Linked DNA regions of Rattus norvegicus: region 2 is linked to region 1. A link is a contact called in public Hi-C data. All regions are on one chromosome and are shown on one strand. The core of a region is the stretch at or near the end of the contact, and the rest is flanking DNA. Distances in the headings are between cores, read along the strand shown.

What was found. Hi-C and Micro-C count contacts between places; a contact is called where the count stands out from the background.
Region 2: a Hi-C map of hepatocytes shows a contact between it and region 1, with 2.2 times the contacts expected there. The contact joins the promoter of Serhl2 here to the enhancer-like site in region 1. A contact is called at or near these places in 2 of 12 Hi-C or Micro-C datasets (Schwann cells and hepatocytes) and 1 of 1 datasets of contacts at active chromatin or transcription factors (oligodendrocytes).

Annotation. Positions count from the first base shown.
Region 1 is chr7:116,075,242-116,079,451 of GRCr8, forward strand. No RefSeq gene overlaps it. Among named protein-coding and RNA genes, the nearest start is that of Nfam1, 22 kb to the left of the region's middle. Within about 2 kb of position 2,465, at least 45 of the 93 cell types and tissues checked have an H3K27ac peak or open chromatin away from gene starts, as enhancers often do.
Region 2 is chr7:116,123,959-116,128,168 of GRCr8, forward strand. It overlaps Serhl2 (serine hydrolase-like 2), which reads left to right and starts at 2,127. Exons shown (of 12, transcript NM_001130579.2): 1 at 2,127-2,271; 2 at 3,815-3,964; 3 at 4,043-4,156. The coding sequence starts at 2,268.

The DNA of each region.
Region 1 (4,210 bases), core at 1,215-3,714:
CCCTTTTAAAAGAGCAAAATGAAGTGTGCATACACACACACAGGTGTAACTGTGTAGAAAACTGGTGGCTCCTTTTCTCAGACAGAAAGTATTTTGAGGTAATAATAATTTGACCATGCCTTGGAATCCCAAGACATGTTCAAAAGCGGGGAGGGGGGAACCTTCAATTGCTTTTAGTAACCATATTGCCAGCAATCAAACTGGCATCATTCTGAAATACAGGATGTAAATTCAACATACAATATAATGTAATATGATGCATGTTGTGTAATTTATTACATACAAACATATATGGATACATTAAATAAGAAATTATGTTAGAGGATTTAGGAAACAATATTTTCAGCGTGAGAGAGATAAAGGAACAAATATGCAGGATGCAGAAATCCTGACATGAACTCGGCCATGTCACCTCAGACTCCAGATGAACATCGAAAGCTGATCTAAGTATATAGGTGTGCAGAAATTATCGATCGTGGCTTCCACCTCTCCAGGACTGAGCCCAGAGACTGCGGCTCCCTGCAGAGACCTCTCCAGAGATTTACTAACCCCCCTCCTCCTCCCTGGTGCTGTGCTTAATAAACCAGCTGGGTTTCCCAGCTGCTGGTGGTCCACCAGAGTGCACAGCCCACATGGTTCTTGCTTTTCTGTGAGCGTGTATATCAGTCTTTTTAGTTCCCCATTGTCCCAGCCGGGGCAACCCCAAAGCCGAGGAGGTCTTGGCATGAATATAAAATCAGACAGCATCTGCATAAACCCTGCCATCCTAAATTTAATCTGGAAAACAAGCATAAATTCATATGGTTTCTCTGTCTCTGTCTCTCTGCCTCTCTGTCTCTGTTTCTCTCTGTGTATGTCTGTCTGTATGTGTCTGTGCTGTCTATCTGTCTTTTTCTTTTTCTTTTCTTTTTTTTTTTTTGAGACAGTCTCATGTGGCCCAAACTGGCTCCCATTCACTATAGACCCAAAGATAAATTTGAACTCTAAAAAAAAATTGTGTTACTTTAATTATATGCAGCAATGTATGTCTGCACGTGGGAATGAGTGTGTAATTTGTCAGGCTTGGTGGTAAGTGCCTTTACCCACTGACCCGTCCTACTGACTCCACCCGATGTCTCCTAATATGTCTGCCTAAATCAAGGACATAGCGGTTCCACACGCAGATCTGAACTTACTGTGGGTTTCATGTGGAATCAGTTCTTGAGTATTAAAGGCCCTGACTTTGCCTCTTTCTGTGTCTACTCTACTAAGACCCAAAAGAAGGAGAACCATTCCCAGTGTGAGACTGGATCAAAATTCAAGTTCAAAAGCGTATGGGCCAGAACTGGGACCTGGCAGAAGCTGAGCGGCTCCATCCAGATCATCCTCAGCCCCACAGTGAGTTCAAGGTCACCCTAGACTACAGGAGCATTTGTCTCAATAAACACACACGCCCGAGCTAACCAGAAAACCAAAGCCATGGCTGACATCTGTGCTGCTGAGCCTGAACTGGATGCTAAAGACCTCTCAGAAGAACTCCGACTGGGGCTGTGCTTTTTCCGGCCCAGGATGGGCGCGAGGATGCGTGGGCACGTGGGCATTTCTGCCCCTGACTCTGTTTCATTGTCGTATGGGCAGAAGTGTGTACAAAGCAGCCCCAAACTGCTCCTGCTGTGCTGAAAATGAAAGCAAGCAGTATACTCCGCACTACTTTTTTTTTTTTTTTTTTTTGTGGCGGGAGGGAAGGGGGAGGGGAACAGGAGAAAGGAGGGGGATAGGGGAAGGGAGGGGGAGAAGGATGATGGAGAAGGAGAAGGGAGAGAGAATGAGAGTCTGTGAAGGACAAAAAACTTTCAGGAATCAATTCTCTCCTCCTCATGAGGGAGGGCTCAAATTTAGGTCCTCTGGGTCGGCATGGGCAGCAAGACCCTGTGTCCATTGAGCCATTTCGCCAGTCCCTAGACCACTGCCGCTTCCCTCTCTCGCTGGTATCCTCTTTCCTTTTTAAAGCCATTCTACTTACATATCAAGTAGAAATGTAGTTTTGTAAAGGGACCAGTCTTCTCTTTCAAGCCAAATGAGGGTGCTCCCCCCACGCCCTCTCCGCTGCCCCTCCTCTCATCTCAGGGCTCTTGCTCTAGGGCTCTAGGAGGCCGGATCTGTTCAGCAGCTCTGATTGATAACACAAATCACCCCGGAGGCTCTGAGGAAGGAACTCGGATGTCAGCTGGAGGTGCAGTGGGAGCCGCGGCCCTGCCCCCACATCGTTTATTCATTCACCGCATGGCAAGCTCCGAAGGGCCGGAGCAATTCCATCAGCTCTCAGAATTGGCACACGGCGAGCCTCCTCTCCCCGGACCACCGCGCTGCCATAAATAGACACCACGTGGCCTCCTTTTATGATAAGGTTAGGGGGAAACGAGTGCGTGGGGAGAGGCCGGCGGGAGAGTGGCAGCTCCGAGTCACAAGGATAAAGCCTGCGCAGCATCGCTCCTCTCGCCTGGGGCGGGATCAGAAGCGGGAGCCGAGTGGCAGCCGCTGGGCTCCCCAGGCGCTTCCTTTGGTGGTTCCCTGACTCCCAGCAGCGGTTCCTGCCCTCAGCCATCTTCATCACTCCTGCTGGGGCTGCAGACGCCCTGCCTTGCCAGGCGTTGTGGCTCCCCCGGCTCATTTTCTGATAGAGCTGTCAGTTTTTATTGCTGATAGGAGAAATCATTTTCTCTCTTAGCTGAATGTTAATTGGCCTTTTCCTCTCTCATTCAGTGAGAACATGTAGTCCCCTTGTCTATTCATCACCGTACCCCCCGTGCCCCCCCAAGGTAGAAGAAGCATTCTAGAAAGACAAGGACAGTGGTTCTTGCTAAATTACTAATTGTTAATTCAGAGGTTAAGAAGAAGCTACAGGAGAGTGGAAGGAAGGGGTGGGGGAGCTATAACCACACTTTTGAAGTCTCCAGGAGCCTACTGTGTACTATATATGTTCTCATTGGCTATAGAGGGCCCAAGGATCAATAGGGGGGATGGGTAAAGTCAAATGCGGAGGGGCCAGGTACTAAGCCAGCTCCTGATGCTTCAGAGATGACAAAGACTAGTCAGAGACAACCTGACAAACTGATGGGTCAGTACGTTGTGACTGGAGCAGCGGCAGAAATAGGTAGTCAGAGAAACTTGCCAGTAAGGACAAAGTTAGAAACTCAGACTCGAAAACACCCAGGAACTGGCTGGGAGGAGGCTGTAGTCCGGATGTCCCAGTTAGGAAAGGTGGTGCAAGTCATAGATGCGGCAAAACAGGGCAGCATACTGGACACGTCAGAGTAGGGTTGTTGCCCCGTTCCTATAATTCTCCTATTCTTTTTTTTTTTTTTCCGGAGCTGGGGACCGAACCCAGGGCCTTGCGGTTGCTAGGCAAGCGCTCTACCACTGAGCCAAATCCCCAACCCCAATTCTCCTATTCTTAAAAAGTAAACTGGTGGGGCTTGGCGGTTGAAAATTCGGAGTGCTTTCGCAGAGGACCATTTGATTCTCGGCACCCACATGGCTTCCAACCACCTGTAACTCCCATTCCAGGGGCTCTGACGCCCTCTTCTGGCCTCTGTTAGTACTGTATGCATGTGGCGTATAAACATGCACGCAGGCAAAATACCCATACACATAATTTTTAAAAATTAAGCGAACAATGGGCTGGAGAGATGGCTCAGTGGTTAAGAGCACTGCTCTTACAGAGGTCCTGAGTTCAAATCCCCGTAACCGCATGGTAGCTCACAACCATCTGCAGTGAGATCCAATGCCCTCTTCTGGTGTGTCTGAGGACAGCCACAGTGTACTCATATATAATAAATAAATAAATCTTTAAAATTAAGTAAACAAACCAGGGGTGGCAATACCTGTAATCCTATTGTTTGGGAGACTAAGCCTGAATGACAAGTCTGAGGCCAATCTGGCCTACATAGTGAGACTCCCCTTCTCATAAAGGAAAGGAAATGGGGGTGGGAGGATAACCTTATGAAGATTTAACTGACAGACTGTAAAACGTGTCTACTTAAAGTATACAACTCAATGTTTTTAGCACTTTTACAAAGCTGTGTACCCACAGCTAACTCCAGAACATTCTATAGGGAAGTTTTCTGAACTCGGCTTTGTTAACGACAGGGCTCCCAATGAAATGGTGCTGTCTCTTGTCAGTTTGACAGCAGAGCCAAGCGATGGTTTGGAGGGGAGTGAGCCAAGGACA
Region 2 (4,210 bases), core at 877-3,376, 48 kb after region 1:
GATCCAATAGGCCATCATCGATTGAGTCCCTCCTGTGCACACAGCCCTCTGGTAGATGTTAGCGGGGGAATCTTTTTTTTTTTTTTTTTTAATGACCATATCCTACTTTTTAAGAAGCCAACATGCATTCAGAGAGCAAGGGGGGTGGGGTGAGAGGCAGGTAGTAGCAATGGTGTGAACAGGAGCGAGGAGCTTCCACCTGTGAGAGCTGAGAGGGCTTCTGGGGAAGTCAGGGTAGAGGTGGAAGGGAACAGCGTTCTGGGTGGAAGTGGAAAAGGCTCAGAGGTATATATAGACAGCGAGAGTCCGGTGTAGAGAACGGATAGCACAGGATGTCAAGGAGAAATTAAGGATCCCTAACACCATCTAATAGTATTGGAGGGAGATCAACCCCCAACCCAGCCGGCAGTGAGAGGCACCCAGATGCTCACACGGTAAAATAAGAGCTGGGGGAGGGGCTGGTGGCAGCATGTGGTAGCAGGGTAAGTGAGGCAGAATGGAGATTATGGCAGGAAGTGATCTGTCTTATGAGGTCATAAGCACCAAAACCAAGGGGGTCCCAGGGGTTGAACGGGAAGAGGCAGGTGGAAGTGACATGGGATACAGATGGATGTGATGGTGAGGATGAGGCTGGAGGGACGGAGAGTGACTGCAGTCATGGACCAGCAGGACAGTCTGGAGCTGGCTGAGGCCACAGCTGCTGAAGGGACCGGTTGCACAAGGGAGTTTTTGAGATTAAACGTACTCCAGATGCCAAGTGCAAGCGTTGGTAACAATGTGTCATTGAGGAAGGTAGCAGCCTGTGTGGCAGGCTTGTTCCCGGTACCTCAGAGTATCTGTGCTCCCAACAGAGCTCAGAGAAGATCCTTATCTATGGGGAGTCAAAGCATTTCCTCAGCTGATATCACTGATTGTGCCCAGCAGAAATACTCATGGGGCTGGAACGTAGCTCAGTCCGTAGAATGTTTGCCTGGCATGCATGAACCCCTGTGCCCCCATGTTTGATTCCCAGCAGTGCATAAACCAGGCACGCAACCCCAGCATTCTAGAGAGGGAGGGAGACAGCTCAATTCAAGGTCACCCTCAGTTATATAATGAGTTCAAACCCTTGTCTCCCAAAAACAAAGAATAGAACAAAAAAGTGTGATGTGTCCCGGGCTCCTAACCTCTGAGTGAAATCACTTGGAAAAGTCCTGTCACAACCTAATCCCCATTTTCTAGCCCCTCATCCACCTTGGCCTATTTCTCAGCCTCAGCTTTCTCTACACAGTGGCTTGCCCATCCCCCATCCCCCGTCCCATCTTTCCTCAGGGTTTGCCCTGTCACCCCTTTGGGGAACTCGCCATACTGATTTCCCTCAGTGTCCAGGTCTGTGGTTCACCAGTTAGAACAGTGAGCCCCTCAGGGATGGGGAGCACCTCCTGTTGTTCCAGTTGTTCCTGGTAATTTTAAAAGCTCAAGGGGTTCAGATTTCTTCTTTTATTATAAAATGCTGTGCATGCACTTGTCCATTTTAGGAATGTTTGCTTTAGGATGGGTTTGGGGCATTGGAGAGGCTTGCCGTGTTTCCCAGGCTAGCCTCCAAAACCCATAGGCTTTTCCTAGCATCCTGAGATCACCATGTCCACAGCCTGAATCCGAGTTCTTGGTCTTCTCTGGGCTGAAACTGTTTTGAATCCTTCCTTGCCTGGGGATAGTTTCCTCTAGAGCCCTCAATTTATACATTCGTTTATACATGCAGGCCGTGCAATCAATTATCAAAGCTGGATAGTGCTAGGCGCTGCTGAGGGGACGCGGATAGCACGAAACCTCCTGAAACAGTTGTTCCACTTCTGTGGGAATCGGAGAGAATCCTCCGGGGAGCTTTCCTTGCTGTGGGACCTTGTCTAGTGTCTAGCTCGCAGCGTCATGTGGGGCTGTCCAGATATTGAGCCTGCCAAAGTGTGTCCTCCAAAGACTTCTCTGCTAGCTGTGACACCACTCCAGTGTAGCAGCACAGCATGAGCCAGGAGCTGGGCAGCCCTGAGATCCTTGAAAGTCCCGGTGAGAAACTGAGAGACCGTGGGAAGGTGGGGCCTCAGTGGGCGGAGCCTGGCCGTGGGCGGTGTTGCTTATAGGGGCGGGGCTGGCGCTAGGACGTGGGTTATGGGGAGGGCCTGGAGGGAAAGTCGGTGAGCCGGGCGGGCGTAAGAGGCGGGACCTGAGCTGAGTCCTTCCAGTTCCTGTGACCTCCTGAGCGGGGAGTGACAGCCTCAAGGACCAGAGCAATGGGTGAAGATGTCCCTCAGGACTCCTTAGATCGGACTGGGAAGGGGGAGGCCCGGCGAGTGCTCCCATGCTCCCACTAGCTTACTCGAGCCGGTGGAGCAGACACTCATCGCCCTCTCCACTAGGTGTCCAGGCTCAGTGGGTAGCACTGGGATCTAGCAGAGCCAGATTCGGGGTTCCCGATGGCCGCTGAGTCCTGAGAGTCCCTAGATTAGAGGATTAGAGGTGGATGTGCATGGCTGTTTGGGGTTGCACTTTGGGTCCAGCAGCAGCAGCAGGAGCTCAGCTCTGGAGCACGTCGGACTTGAAGAGGCCCACCTGGACCCCCAAGTCAATCAAGCTCGTTCATGCTCGCTCTCTTGCTCTCTGTCTGTCTGTCTGTCTGTCTGTCTTTCCTTCTCTTCCCCCTCCCCTCCCCCATCTCTTTCTCTCCTTCTCACTCCTCTTTCTCCCTCTCCCCTCCCTGGGCTTCAGTTTCATGGTCCGTGCGCTGAGGGTAGCAGTGGTCCAACTCTCAGTGTGTAAAAGTATCTGGCATCCTCTCAAAAGGCTTGGAAAATGCTGGCCAGTTTGGATTTCCAAGGGTTTAGTTTCCTAATGTCCAAAAATTTAAGGCACAGTCCGGTTTTGCGCTACATGGTGCTCTTCGTAGTATCTTAAACCCCCAGGCATCTTACTGTTTGTAGCTTTAGCTGGCTTGAAACTCTCTAGACCAACTTGTCCTGAACTGGCTGCAATTCTCCTGCCTCTGCCTTCTCAGGATCTGGCTAGGCTTCCAGGTGTGATTAGTGCAGTTGGTTTTCATAAAATATTTTAGAGTCTGAGACTGCTGCATAGATTTCCATTGTAGTGCATTTTGTTGATTCAAGGTTTTATGTAAGACAAGGTCTTATATAAGAGGCTGGCCTCGAATTCCTGAACTACCCATGTCCTCCTTTTGAGTACTGGGATGACAGGCATGTATGTTACGGTATATTGTTATCAGCATGGTATTTTATTAATTCCTGCTGCTTATCTCCTACCATGCCTAATTTATAAAGTAAACTTTATCATGGATATATATATATATACATATATATACATATATATATATATATATATATAAATTATACACACACACACAAACACACACGTGCATGGGTAGCATTCATTGTATAGGGTTCATTACTCCTTGAAGTTTCAGGCATCCACAGCGCTCTTGGAATGGGTCCTAGACAGTTAAGGGGCATCATATTCTAATTTACTCTGGTTTAATAGAAAGGGAAACTGAGGATGGAGAGGTTTTAGGCACCAGCCCAAGGTCATATCCCACTCCTTCCAGTTCTGCCCTAAAACCAATGGGTTACATCCTGAAAAACCCATTCAGATCTTTCTCACCCAGGGGACCCAGTTGTCCTTCCCTCTTCAAGGTACCTGGCATTCTGTCTGTCTAAAGCTAGGACAGAGGCCAGTAGCACCGATGCCTGTGCCTTTGATGCGCACATAGGGGCTTAGGAAATGCTGGATTCGTGAGCGCAGGGGACAAATAACCCAATCTGCTTTGCAGGTTTGCTCTCAGAGTTGAAGTTGGCTGTGCCCTGGGGCCACATTGCTGTCAAAGTCTGGGGCTTGCAGAAGAACCCTCCAGTTCTGTGCCTGCATGGCTGGTTGGACAATGCCAACTCCTTTGACAAGCTCATTCCTTTTCTTCCAAAAGGTAGGGCCTTGGGCTGAAGGGCAGTGGAGGGGTGAAGGCAACTGTGCCAAAACCCTCTCTTCCTCTTCTCTGCTGCAGACTTTTGTTATGTGGCCATGGATTTCGGAGGCCATGGGCTTTCAACCCACTACAGCCCAGGTCTCCCCTACTACCACCATAACTTCGTGAGTGAGGTCCGAAGGGTGGTGTCAGGTGAGCCAGAGCCCAAGCGAATGCCATGAAGGAGTTGGGGGTGGGGTGGGGGTG